3 separate regions of the Sus scrofa genome follow, and all the other regions are linked to region 2. Evidence: chromatin contacts called from public Hi-C and HiChIP or PLAC-seq data. All regions are on one chromosome and are shown on one strand. Each heading gives the region's core, a stretch centred on a gene start, on an enhancer-like site or on the middle of the called end of the contact. The rest is flanking DNA. Distances are from core to core; before and after follow the strand shown.

What was found. Hi-C and Micro-C count contacts between places; a contact is called where the count stands out from the background. HiChIP or PLAC-seq counts read pairs in DNA pulled down with a chosen protein or histone mark.
Region 1: a Hi-C map of liver shows a contact between it and region 2, with 4 times the contacts expected there. The contact joins the promoter of SCRN2 here to the promoter of SNX11 in region 2. A contact is called at or near these places in 3 of 47 Hi-C or Micro-C datasets (embryonic fibroblasts, liver and retroperitoneal adipose tissue) and 1 of 2 datasets of contacts at active chromatin or transcription factors (alveolar macrophages).
Region 3: a contact with region 2 is called in an H3K27ac HiChIP or PLAC-seq map of skeletal muscle, with 3 times the contacts expected there. The contact joins the promoter of HOXB2 here to the promoter of SNX11 in region 2. A contact is called at or near these places in 1 of 47 Hi-C or Micro-C datasets (embryonic fibroblasts) and 1 of 2 datasets of contacts at active chromatin or transcription factors (skeletal muscle).

Annotation. Positions count from the first base shown.
Region 1 is chr12:24,093,749-24,096,848 of Sscrofa11.1, forward strand. SCRN2 (secernin-2) reads right to left here and starts at 1,415. Exons shown (of 8, transcript XM_003131533.4): 1 at 1,287-1,415; 2 at 730-903; 3 at 246-427. The coding sequence starts at 1,328.
Region 2 is chr12:24,349,298-24,352,695 of Sscrofa11.1, forward strand. SNX11 (sorting nexin-11) reads left to right here and starts at 1,983. Exons shown (of 7, transcript XM_021067103.1): 1 at 1,983-2,147. CBX1 (chromobox protein homolog 1) reads right to left here and starts at 1,760. Exons shown (of 5, transcript XM_021067108.1): 1 at 1,524-1,760.
Region 3 is chr12:24,798,747-24,801,992 of Sscrofa11.1, forward strand. It overlaps HOXB2 (homeobox protein Hox-B2), which reads right to left and starts at 1,753. Exons shown (of 2, transcript XM_003131546.4): 1 at 1-1,753. The coding sequence starts at 358. It overlaps LOC106505099 (a long non-coding RNA gene), which reads left to right and starts at 1,760. Exons shown (of 5, transcript XR_002337153.1): 1 at 1,760-2,174.

The DNA of each region.
Region 1 (3,100 bases), core at 165-2,664, 260 kb before region 2:
AAGTTTAAACCACTGCCCTATTTCTGGGCCAGGAGAGATCCAAAGATGGCCACATTTGGGACCTCCTTCCAGACTGTGGACATGGGGCCAGGAGAGAGGAGGGGCAGGGACAGCCTCCCTGGAGATGATAAAGTAGGCCCAAAGTGGGCAGCGCCTATGAACCAGACTTGGGAAGATGGCCCGGGTCAGGTCTTAGCCCCAAATTACTGGTGTACGGAGGGGACGAGGGAAGGCAGGGTCCACACCTGAGCAGATCCATGCCCAGCAGGGCTTCCCCCTCGCCAACTGGCTCCTTGGTCCACACCGCCTCGTTGCCAATGCAGACACCATGCTCATTGGCGCCCATCTCAGCCCCCCACAGCCAAGAAGGGCGGCTCAGGATCACAGCATGGGTCTTTGGCACCTGTTCCACCTCGATGTAGGTGCACTGGAGATAAGGGAGGAGAGAGAGAGGGTCCACTCAGAAAGGGGGAGTACCTACGAAGTGGGGACCTGGTGCGCATCACTTTCCACAGCCCTTTGAGGAAGCACTTATTATTCCCGTTTTCCAGATGAGCAAACTGAGATCCAGAGGCTAAATTATAGGTTAGTTCCCAATTGCTAGACTCAAAGCTCATGCTTCTTTCACCACATCTGGCAGCTTTCCAGGAGTGGGGAGCAGAGAAGGAAGGTCTTAGAAGAATGCCTAGTTCTGCCAGAGCACCCAGCATCCTATAAGGCCTAACCCACCTGGAGCCGGCTTCCAGGGGCGTGAGTGCCTGCTGGGACAAACACCACTTCCTGCACCTCATCCCGGGGTCGGTCCGAGTTCTTGGCAAAGATCACGGCGGGAATGGCTGAGGCTGGGGGCACTGAGACAAAGCAGTCGCAGGAACATGGGGTGTCAGGGCTCCACGATGCCATCTGGGGGGAGGTGGGGATGAGTATGTCCCTCTCAAGCCACCTCTCCACCGTCCTGGCCGGGGCGCAGTCCTAGAAGCCCCTCTCCCAACTTGAGCAGACACTCAGGGAAGACACCGCCGTAGGATTCTGGACGCTCAGCACCGCACGCACACTAGATGCTCAAGCGTGCGCTAACAGAGACACCCACTCTCTCCCCAAGCTTCAGGATCGGGAGTTCTCAGACATGCGCCGACCGCACGCCCCAAAGGCCCTGCCAAGACGGGGGTCTTGGCCCTTTGAGACTGTCGCGGGAGCTTTTTCCGCGCTACCCACCCCCCTCCAAGAGTCCCACGCCCCTCTTCTGTCCACCCTTTCTCGCTGCTCCAGTACTGTACGCCCCTCACCCTCTCTCCCTCCAAGATCTCCAGCTTAGTCCTGAGAGCCATTGCCTCGGCTTCGAGTCAGGTCGGTCCCAAGGGGCGGAGGCTCCTAGGTGACCTGGAAGGCTTTGGACCTGGGGGCGGAGCCGGAAACGGATCTGCAGTTCCTCCGTTTTCCACCAGGGTGCGCGCCAGCACCGCTTTTTGGAGCGAGGCGACCCTCCAAGTGTTGCAGGCCGCCTACCTGCGCTATCCGAGCGTCACTTCCAGGCCGGATAAAAGCCACAACGAAGCTGCGAGCTCTTCCAATGGGGTCCTGCCGGGAGCGGGAGGTGGGGGTGGCAAGGTAACCACATGAAAAGGGAAGAAGGAAAAACCTGGCTGATTTGTTAGAGACCAGGGACTGCTGGGCCATCTGGAGATGAAGGAGAAACCTCAGCTATTTGCATCTTGGTTTGAATTCCAAAAGCACAATTCCAGGTGGTTGCCCCCACCCCCGCCTCAACCCTCCTCCCCTGTTCCTCCTACTCCCCGCCATCACCCACCTCCCACTCCCAACCCCTTGGAAATAAGATCTATAAGAGTGGTCCCAGGCCAAGAGGTGTTAGAATAATTTAAGAATAATGCATTTTTTAAAAAGCACAAGTGCAGAAAATCCTTCTGACCCCCAAAAGGCCAGTTCTGCCTCCGAGTGCTCAAACAAACCATTGGAAGTTAGCTTTAAAAGGAAATTTGGGCATTTCCTTCATGGCTCAGTGGAAGTGAAACTGACTAGCATCCATGAGGCTGTTCGATCCCTGGCCTTGCTCAGTGCGTTAAGGATTTGGAGTTGCCATGAGCTGTGGCATAGGTCGCAGACGGTGGTTCAGATCACGCCTTGCTGTGGCTGTGGTGTAGGCCAGCAACTACAGCTCGGATTCATCCCCTAGCCTGGGCACCTGCATATGCCACACGTGTGGCTCTAAAAAGCCAAAAAAAAAAATTTAAAAATTAAAAAATAAAAAACAATAAAAGGAAATTTGGAAATTTCTAGTCTAAAGATTTGATGCCTTTACATCTAGTGAAACTGAAACAGCAAAGGAGAAGTCCGGCCAAGAGGGCACATATATTTGTGTGGAGGTAGACTCCGAGCCCAGATTTTCTGCTTTCCTGGTCATTTTTCCTCTATAAACCATCTCTATCACCAGCCTTTTTTTATAACAATTTTTTTTTTTTTTTTTTTTTTTGTCTTTTTGCCATTTCTTGGGTCGCTCCCAGGCTAGGGGTCTAATCGGAGCTGTAGCTGCCAGCCTACGCCAGAGCCACAGCAACGCGGGATCTGAGCCGTGTCTGCAACCTACACCACAGCTCACGGCAACGCCGGATCGTTAACCCACTGAGCAAAGGCAGGGATCGAACCTGCACGCAACCTCATGGTTCCTAGTCGGATTCGTTAACCACTGCGCCACGACGGGAACTCCTCTATCACCAGCCTTTAAGCAAATGCATCTCACACCCTTTTGCTCTATGGAGCCCTCCAGGAACGGGGGGAGGGGAGACACTGCAGATTACATACTTCCCCCACCCACATCCAGACTGTCAATCAGGGCTGCTGCTCAGAGCCCTGGCCACAGCTTCCCAGCCTCTGGTCATTCCAGGGATGAGACTGAAGGCAGAGGCCGAGGCTTCCCCAGGAGGCAGGCTGTGGGCAGGTGTGCTGGGTGATGGCCTGGGGAAAGACACCAAGTAAAGTTCTTGGGGCCTCTGAAATCTGAGGTATTTTCTGATTGTCTCTAGATAAATAAGGCTGATTCCCAAGAGGATGCTGACTCCACTGAGATGGGCTTCACTTTCAGGAA
Region 2 (3,398 bases), core at 733-3,232:
AGTGATGCTTTTAATAAATGTGACTTTTTTTTTTTTTTGGCTTTTAGGGGTCGCACTCGCGGCATGTGGAGGTTCCCAGGCTAGGGGTCCAATCGGAGCTAGTTGCCAGCCTACACCACAGTTCACAGCAACACCAGATCCTTAACCCACTGAGTGAGGCCAGAGATTGAACCCACAACCTCATGGTTCCTAGTCAGATTCGTTTCCACTGTGCCACCATGACGGGAACCCCTTAAATGTGATTTTTAATCACATTTTAATAAACGTGATATTTAAAATACTGAAAAGTGGAATTCCCGTGGTGGCGCAGTGGTTAATGAATCTGACTAGGAACCATGAGGTTGCGGGTTCGATCCCTGCCCTTGCTCAGTGGGTTAATGATCCGGCGTTGCCATGAGCTGTGGTGTAGGTCACAGACATGGCTCGGATCCTGCGTTGCTGTGGCTCTGGTGTAGGCTGGCAGCTACAGCTCCGATTCGACCCCTAGCCTGGGAACCTCCATATGCCGAGGGAGCGGCCCAAGAAATGGCAAAAAGACAAAAAAAAAAAAAAACTGAAAAGTGAAATACATTAATATTTGGAAGATCTACATTACTCAGAAAACCAGTATTTTCCAAATGGTTTCAGATTTCCCATTGCAACTAACCTTAAAGAAACTACCATTTAGAGTTCCCTTGTGGAGCAGTGGGTTAAGGGCCTGGTGTGTCACTGTAGTGGCCCCAATTGCTTCTGTGGCAATGGTTTGATCCCTGGCCTGGGGAACTTCCACATGTTGTGGGTGAGGCCAAAAAAGAAAAAGAAAAAAAAATTACAATTTGATGAGTTTTGCTAGTATACAATAAGAGTATCCACAATTATCGAAGGCTAAAGATACTTCTCCCTTGTCATCTATGTACCTGTGTAAGACCAGATTTTCTTCATTTCCTAGTCCAAAACAAAATCACAAGAGAGAATGGGGAAGCTAATACAAGAATTCAGCTGTCTTCTATTATGCCAAACATGAAAGAGATTTGCAAAATGGTAATAGAATAACATTCTACTCGATAATTTTTTTGGGTTTTGGAAAGTGTAGTTATATTTCATAAAATAAATTACGTTCACATGTAATGGTTTGTTATTAGTTTTAGGTGAATAGATACGTTTTTCTAATTTCTCAGTTTTAATTTCTAATCCGGTGAACATCCCACATAAACAAAAGCTCTTTGGGGTCCTTAAATATTTGTAAGAATGTAAAGGGATCCTGAGACCAACAAGTTTGAGAAAAGCTGCTTTGGGGTACGTGGACCTTACCTTATGAGATTTCTCCACCTTACAGAAGAGGAACTTAAGACATAAAGATTTAAGATCACACGGTCAGCGTAGTGCTGGTCATTGTACCCAGGTCTTTAAACTCCAGAGCTCGTATTTGCGACTGCAACTTTTCCCTTGATATTAGCTTTTCTAAAATTATTTTTAAGCAGATAGTTAAAAGGCATTTCAACAACATAAACATCGTAGTCAATGTATTTTTCTTTCTTACTAACTGGCTGGACGATCTTTCCTAGGGCTTGCTCCGCAAGTGAAACCGGTGTTTGCTGCAAAGTCCTCAGCCGGTTTTCGCTCCGACAATCTGGTCTTCGAATCTGAGTTGGTGTTTCCTTGGTAAAGCCGGGGAACTGGAGCCAGGGTTCACATGGGGACTCGCCCAGGCTCAGCGAGGTTCCCACGCTTTGGACTCTGCCACACTCTAGACCGCTGATCATCCCTTCACACTCTGCCCCGGGACCCACTTTGGGATGTTTCGGGGTTGTTCCTTGGCCACTGATTGGCTGGGCCTGACAACGATGGGTGGGATGCGGCTCTGGATTGGACGTCAGAGCCTCTTGTCTCCCCACGCCCACGTCCACCCTGCAGCCTCCCAGGGGAGAGGTAGGAATAGCTACTCCAGCAGTGGCCAGCGCTGGGCGGAGCGCACCGCCGGGGCGAGGCTGCCACTGAGAGCCCGGGCCTGCGGGGCGGGGCGTCTGGGCACCCGGGATTGGCGCGCCGGCAACTTTCTCCCGTCGTGCATCGGGGCGCCGGCAGCTCACCCGGAAGGAGAAGCCGGGACTCTGACTATATGTTGGGCTGTCAGCGGTGTCGTTGTGGGGAGTGGGCGCTGCTTTCAGGTGAGGGGGAGTGGGCGGGTCCGCGGGGAGTGGGTGCTGCTGTCAGGTGAAGGGGCGTGGGCTCTGGTCTTAGGTAAGGCCTGCAGGCTTGAGCGTCAGCAGTGGCGCTTAGGGTGGGGACCTTGCTGGACATCCTGAGGAAGGAACCGACTCCTCTCCAGAGATGAAGGCAGGGCTAGCTCAGTATCCGAGGAAGGAAACCGGCTTTTCCACTTATTTATAAAGTGTAAAGCATCTTTCCTTCCCACTCCTCAGGCTTAGTAGGCAAAAGGGAGTAAGGACTATGTGGCCTTTTTTGCTCCTAGTTCGTTAGGAACACAGGGGGTGTGGCCGGAGTAAAAGTTTGGAGACTTTTAGCCAAACGCTAGGACTAAGACTAATGACACATATTTTACGAGGACCCAGAAGACTCTTGCACTAGATTGTGGTCGCCTTTGTGTCTCAGCTTGCAAGTGGAGAGAGTGGCAAGTTGCAGATCACCAAAAGATGGAGCATAGCTGCTTGGTTGAGAACAGGCAGAGCTTGGTCAGACAGGAGAGCTCCTTCTACCACCTGTGAGTGTTTCTCCGAAGCAGAGTTTTTGAGTTGCCATCTGGCACCAAGAGCTGAAGGCTGAGTAAGCAAGGATGAGCGTCTTGGTGGCTCAGTATACTTTTTATCACCTGATTTTTTTTTCTTAACCTGTCTCTTGAAGTAGTTTAAATCTGAGGGAAAATGGTGGAGTTAAAGCCTTGAATTGCTACCTTGAATTGTTGAGGCATTGGAAAGCTTTACAAGGAATCTACCCTATAAACAAACTGGGTTTTCCTTGGAGGTCCTGGGAAAAGCAAAGGAAAACTTCAAATGTGATTGTAGGGTCGCAGGAAGCTACACTTCCTGGTGCTGGTGCCAAGTAAGTAGCTGAAACTATACTTAGTCAGATGACACATGGATCCATCTCCTAGATCATGGAGCTAAAATTAAGAACTTCCTTCTTCCCTCCAAGGGCTGAAATGAGCTTTATTTCCTCCTAAGGAGTGCACAGGGAGGAAGCTGATGGAGAATAGTAGTTGCTGAAAATTATTACTTGAAGTCTAGGTTTTTGTGGCCCCGTTGTTTCTAAGGAAAGTTACCATTGAAACTTTCTTAGTGCTTTGTGAACTTAGACTTAAGTTTATACCATCTTGGAGATCCTAGGATTTTTAAAGCCAGTTTATAGCTTTTAGTTTCTAAGTGGTATGATTCCCAAAGGAAAGGAGGGGAACTTGCTTT
Region 3 (3,246 bases), core at 503-3,002, 450 kb after region 2:
GGACGGAGAAGGCGGCCGTGGGAGACGTGGCGGATTGGCTGGGTTTCTTGGCGGATTTCTTCTCTTTCATCCAGGGGAACTCGGGGGCCAGGGGGGTGGCCGGGAGCGGCGGCGGAGGCGGCGGCAGAGCCGGCCCATCTTCGGCTCGCTTTTGGCTCCCGGGTCTCTGAAGGGTGGAGGCGCCGGGCTGGAGGCTGGGGAAGGTTTGCTCGAAAGGAGGAGGAGAAGGAATTAATGTCGACTCCTTGATTGATGAAGTTTGAAATGTCTCCAAGACAGCGGGGAAGGAAGTCAGACACTCGGCGAGCGATGGCTGGCTGTTTATAAACCCAATCTCCCTCTCAAATTCAAAATTCATGGCTTTCAATGGTGGGGGAGGGGGCCTGTTGGGGGGGCGTCAGGAGGGAGGATCGGAAGGGACCCCCCCTCCTGCCCCCCCCAGGTTTGTGTGATGGAGCGATTTTGGGAAGGGACGATTTTGATCTCTCTCTCTTTTTTTTAAAATTTTGGGCCTTTATAATTGTATATTGCTGATAAATACAAGCGTATGGGGACTCTCTCTATAAAACCCAGGACTCCAGCAAAATTGCAGGGAATTCGTGGTCACGGGACCGGCCTTGGCCAATCGCTCGTCTGGGCCTGGTGGAAAACAGAGAGCATTATTTGCTTTAATTGATTCAAAAACTCTAGAGGACCATGACCTGGACATCATGAGCCCCCCAGTCCTACGCTCCCTCTCCCTCATGCCTCCCTTTCTCCAGAAAAGCTAAAGGAACCTTCCCCTCCTCCCCTTCAGAGGATGGGATGTTCTGGAAAGGAAAACAAGGGAACCTAGGGGAGAAATCTTCCTCTTTCCCAAATATTTTAAATAGAGTAAATCGAGGCTTTCTTTACAAGGCCAGGAGCATTCCCTTCCCCTGCCCCCTCCCCCCAAAGAGTGAGGATCTGAATGTGGGAGGAAGAGGTGGTAGAAGGAGGCTTTTTTCCCTTTGGGAAAGGTCCCTGTTAGCAGTGCAATAAGGACAGAGAAGAGATTTACAATCATCAGCATCACTGTCCCCGTCCCACCCACTCCCCCCAAAAGCAACAGATAAATCTTGGAAAATCGACAAGCACTCCTAGGCTGACACAGAGGAGTGAGATAGATAGTGAGGGGCCCTTTTGGGCCTCTAGCCTACAAAGCTGTGTGGTCTCAGCTCCCTTGTCTGCCCAGTGTTTGCAGCACTGCCCCTGCCCCCAGGTCTACCCGCTCTCCTCACCTGGAGGTTTCCGCCCTCCCCTATGACCCCCCCCCCAACCAACAGGGTCTAAAATGCCTAGACACCCACTCAAGCTTCTGGCCTGAATCTGCCTCTATATTCCAGGAATGGGAATAAGAACCAAGGTAGCCACGGATTTAAGTTTAGAAAACTCTCAAACCTCAGGTCAAGGGGGGGGGCTCCCCCCTAGGACTCCCATCCTATTTTTGCCATTGTGCTCATTAATTAATTATTAATCAACATCCCTGATGTGACAGTCTTCCCTGAACATGGAGGTGGTGGGCAAATGATGACCACTGAGATGATATTCCATTTCTGGCCCCTGGGGGGAATTTTGTTGTTGTTGTTGTCATTTATTTCTTTTCAGAGGATGGGGTGCGTATGCGCTTTCGGGAGCGCTGTCGTTTACCAGAGGGAAGGTCCACAAGACTTCCGGCCCCAAGCCTTTGGTGGGAAACTAGATCTCAAAGCAGAAAATGAAAAGTCGATCTGGGGTAAGATTTTTAAATAAGTGGGTCAGAGGGACCGAGGGGAGATGAGGCGATCAATCTTAGCCCCCTGACAGCTCGCTCTGATGGCATCAAAGAATTTGGCTCTTTGGGAAAGCCGAGGGAACAGCCGAAATTCCACATCCCTTGAAAAGGCCTGGGGGGTGGGGGGTGTGAAGCAAAAGAGAAAGGTGATGCTGGGCGCGCCGGGAAACAGATGGGAAATGGGGACCGCGGAAGGGCGCTGGGCTGGGTGGAAAGTTTGCCGGGAGAACTCCCACGGCTCGGGCCTCCCCTCCCCCTCCCTGCTCGCTGCCGCCTGCCCGGCGAGGAGGAGGCCAAGCCTGGTTAGCAGAGAAATGGCAACTCCGGCCCGGGCAGCGGGAGCTAGAAAGTTTCTGTCACTGTAAGAGCCGAGTGGGTGGTGGTGAGTATTCCTCCGCGTGGGTGGTGTGACTCATGAAACAGGACAGAGAACGCTGAGGAGCAGGGTGGGGGTGGGAGCCAGGCAGGATGAAAACAGGGGAGCTGGAGGTGGGGGCTCCGGGGGGCCAGGGGGTGGCTGGCTCTGGAGGGCTCAGATCCAAGCGAGCTGCTCTGAAAAACGGGGCAAACCAGCCAGAAACGGTCGGTCGTGTCCCGCTCGGCTCCCAAGAAAGTGATTTTTGCCATGTGGAAGTGGGGATGGGGGTGGGAGTGGGGAGCAGGCAGAGAAGAAGCCCAAGAGCAGTTGTCTGGCCACTTGTGCAGTGAGGCCTGAGACGGTTCTCCCTCAGGCCACCCCCTCGAGAAGCCCTGGAAGGTTTTTTTGTTTTGTTTTGTTTTTTCACAGCCTCTCCAGCTGGCTGCAAGGTCTAAGGCTTCTCTCCGGCTGTTCCTGCAGGAAATACAGCCCTCTCTAACCCTGCTGACAGATTTTACGGCCAGATTAGAGAACAGCAGAAAACTTGGGTGTTAAAAGGGGCCAAGGGAACCCTCCTTCCCAGAGACGCCCCCTTCCCCGCCCCCCTGTTGTGCTGTGAATCTTAGAGCCCTGATATTTCCCCCAGGACCCTGGCTGCTTAGCTAGGGCCTGACATCTCTCAGAGAGAAGGGTAGGGGGACACCGAGCCAAGGCACCCCTTATTCTTCTTCATGTTTGCAATTCCAGTTTCAAGCCAAAAGCTCTGTTTTTCAAACTCTAAATTTCAGAGCTTAATTCTCTGACTTGGCCTGCCTCTCTCCGCTAGGTAAATAATCAATCCTCTTAACCCCCAGAGCCAAACATGGTGCTTCATCTACTTACATTATTCAGAAAATGTTATTCAGGGTAGAGGAGGAGAGAGAGAAAGACAGAAGGAAAGAGAAACCCTTGAGCGTTATTTGATCCCAATCAAACTTTGCACGCTCTTATGCCTTTAAATTATAGCCTGAACCAATGCTAAATTGCTTGCTGCTTGGATGAGCCCAGTCCAGTTAAAATCCTACTTGGCGGCGGTGGTGGTAGTGAGGAGGGTGTA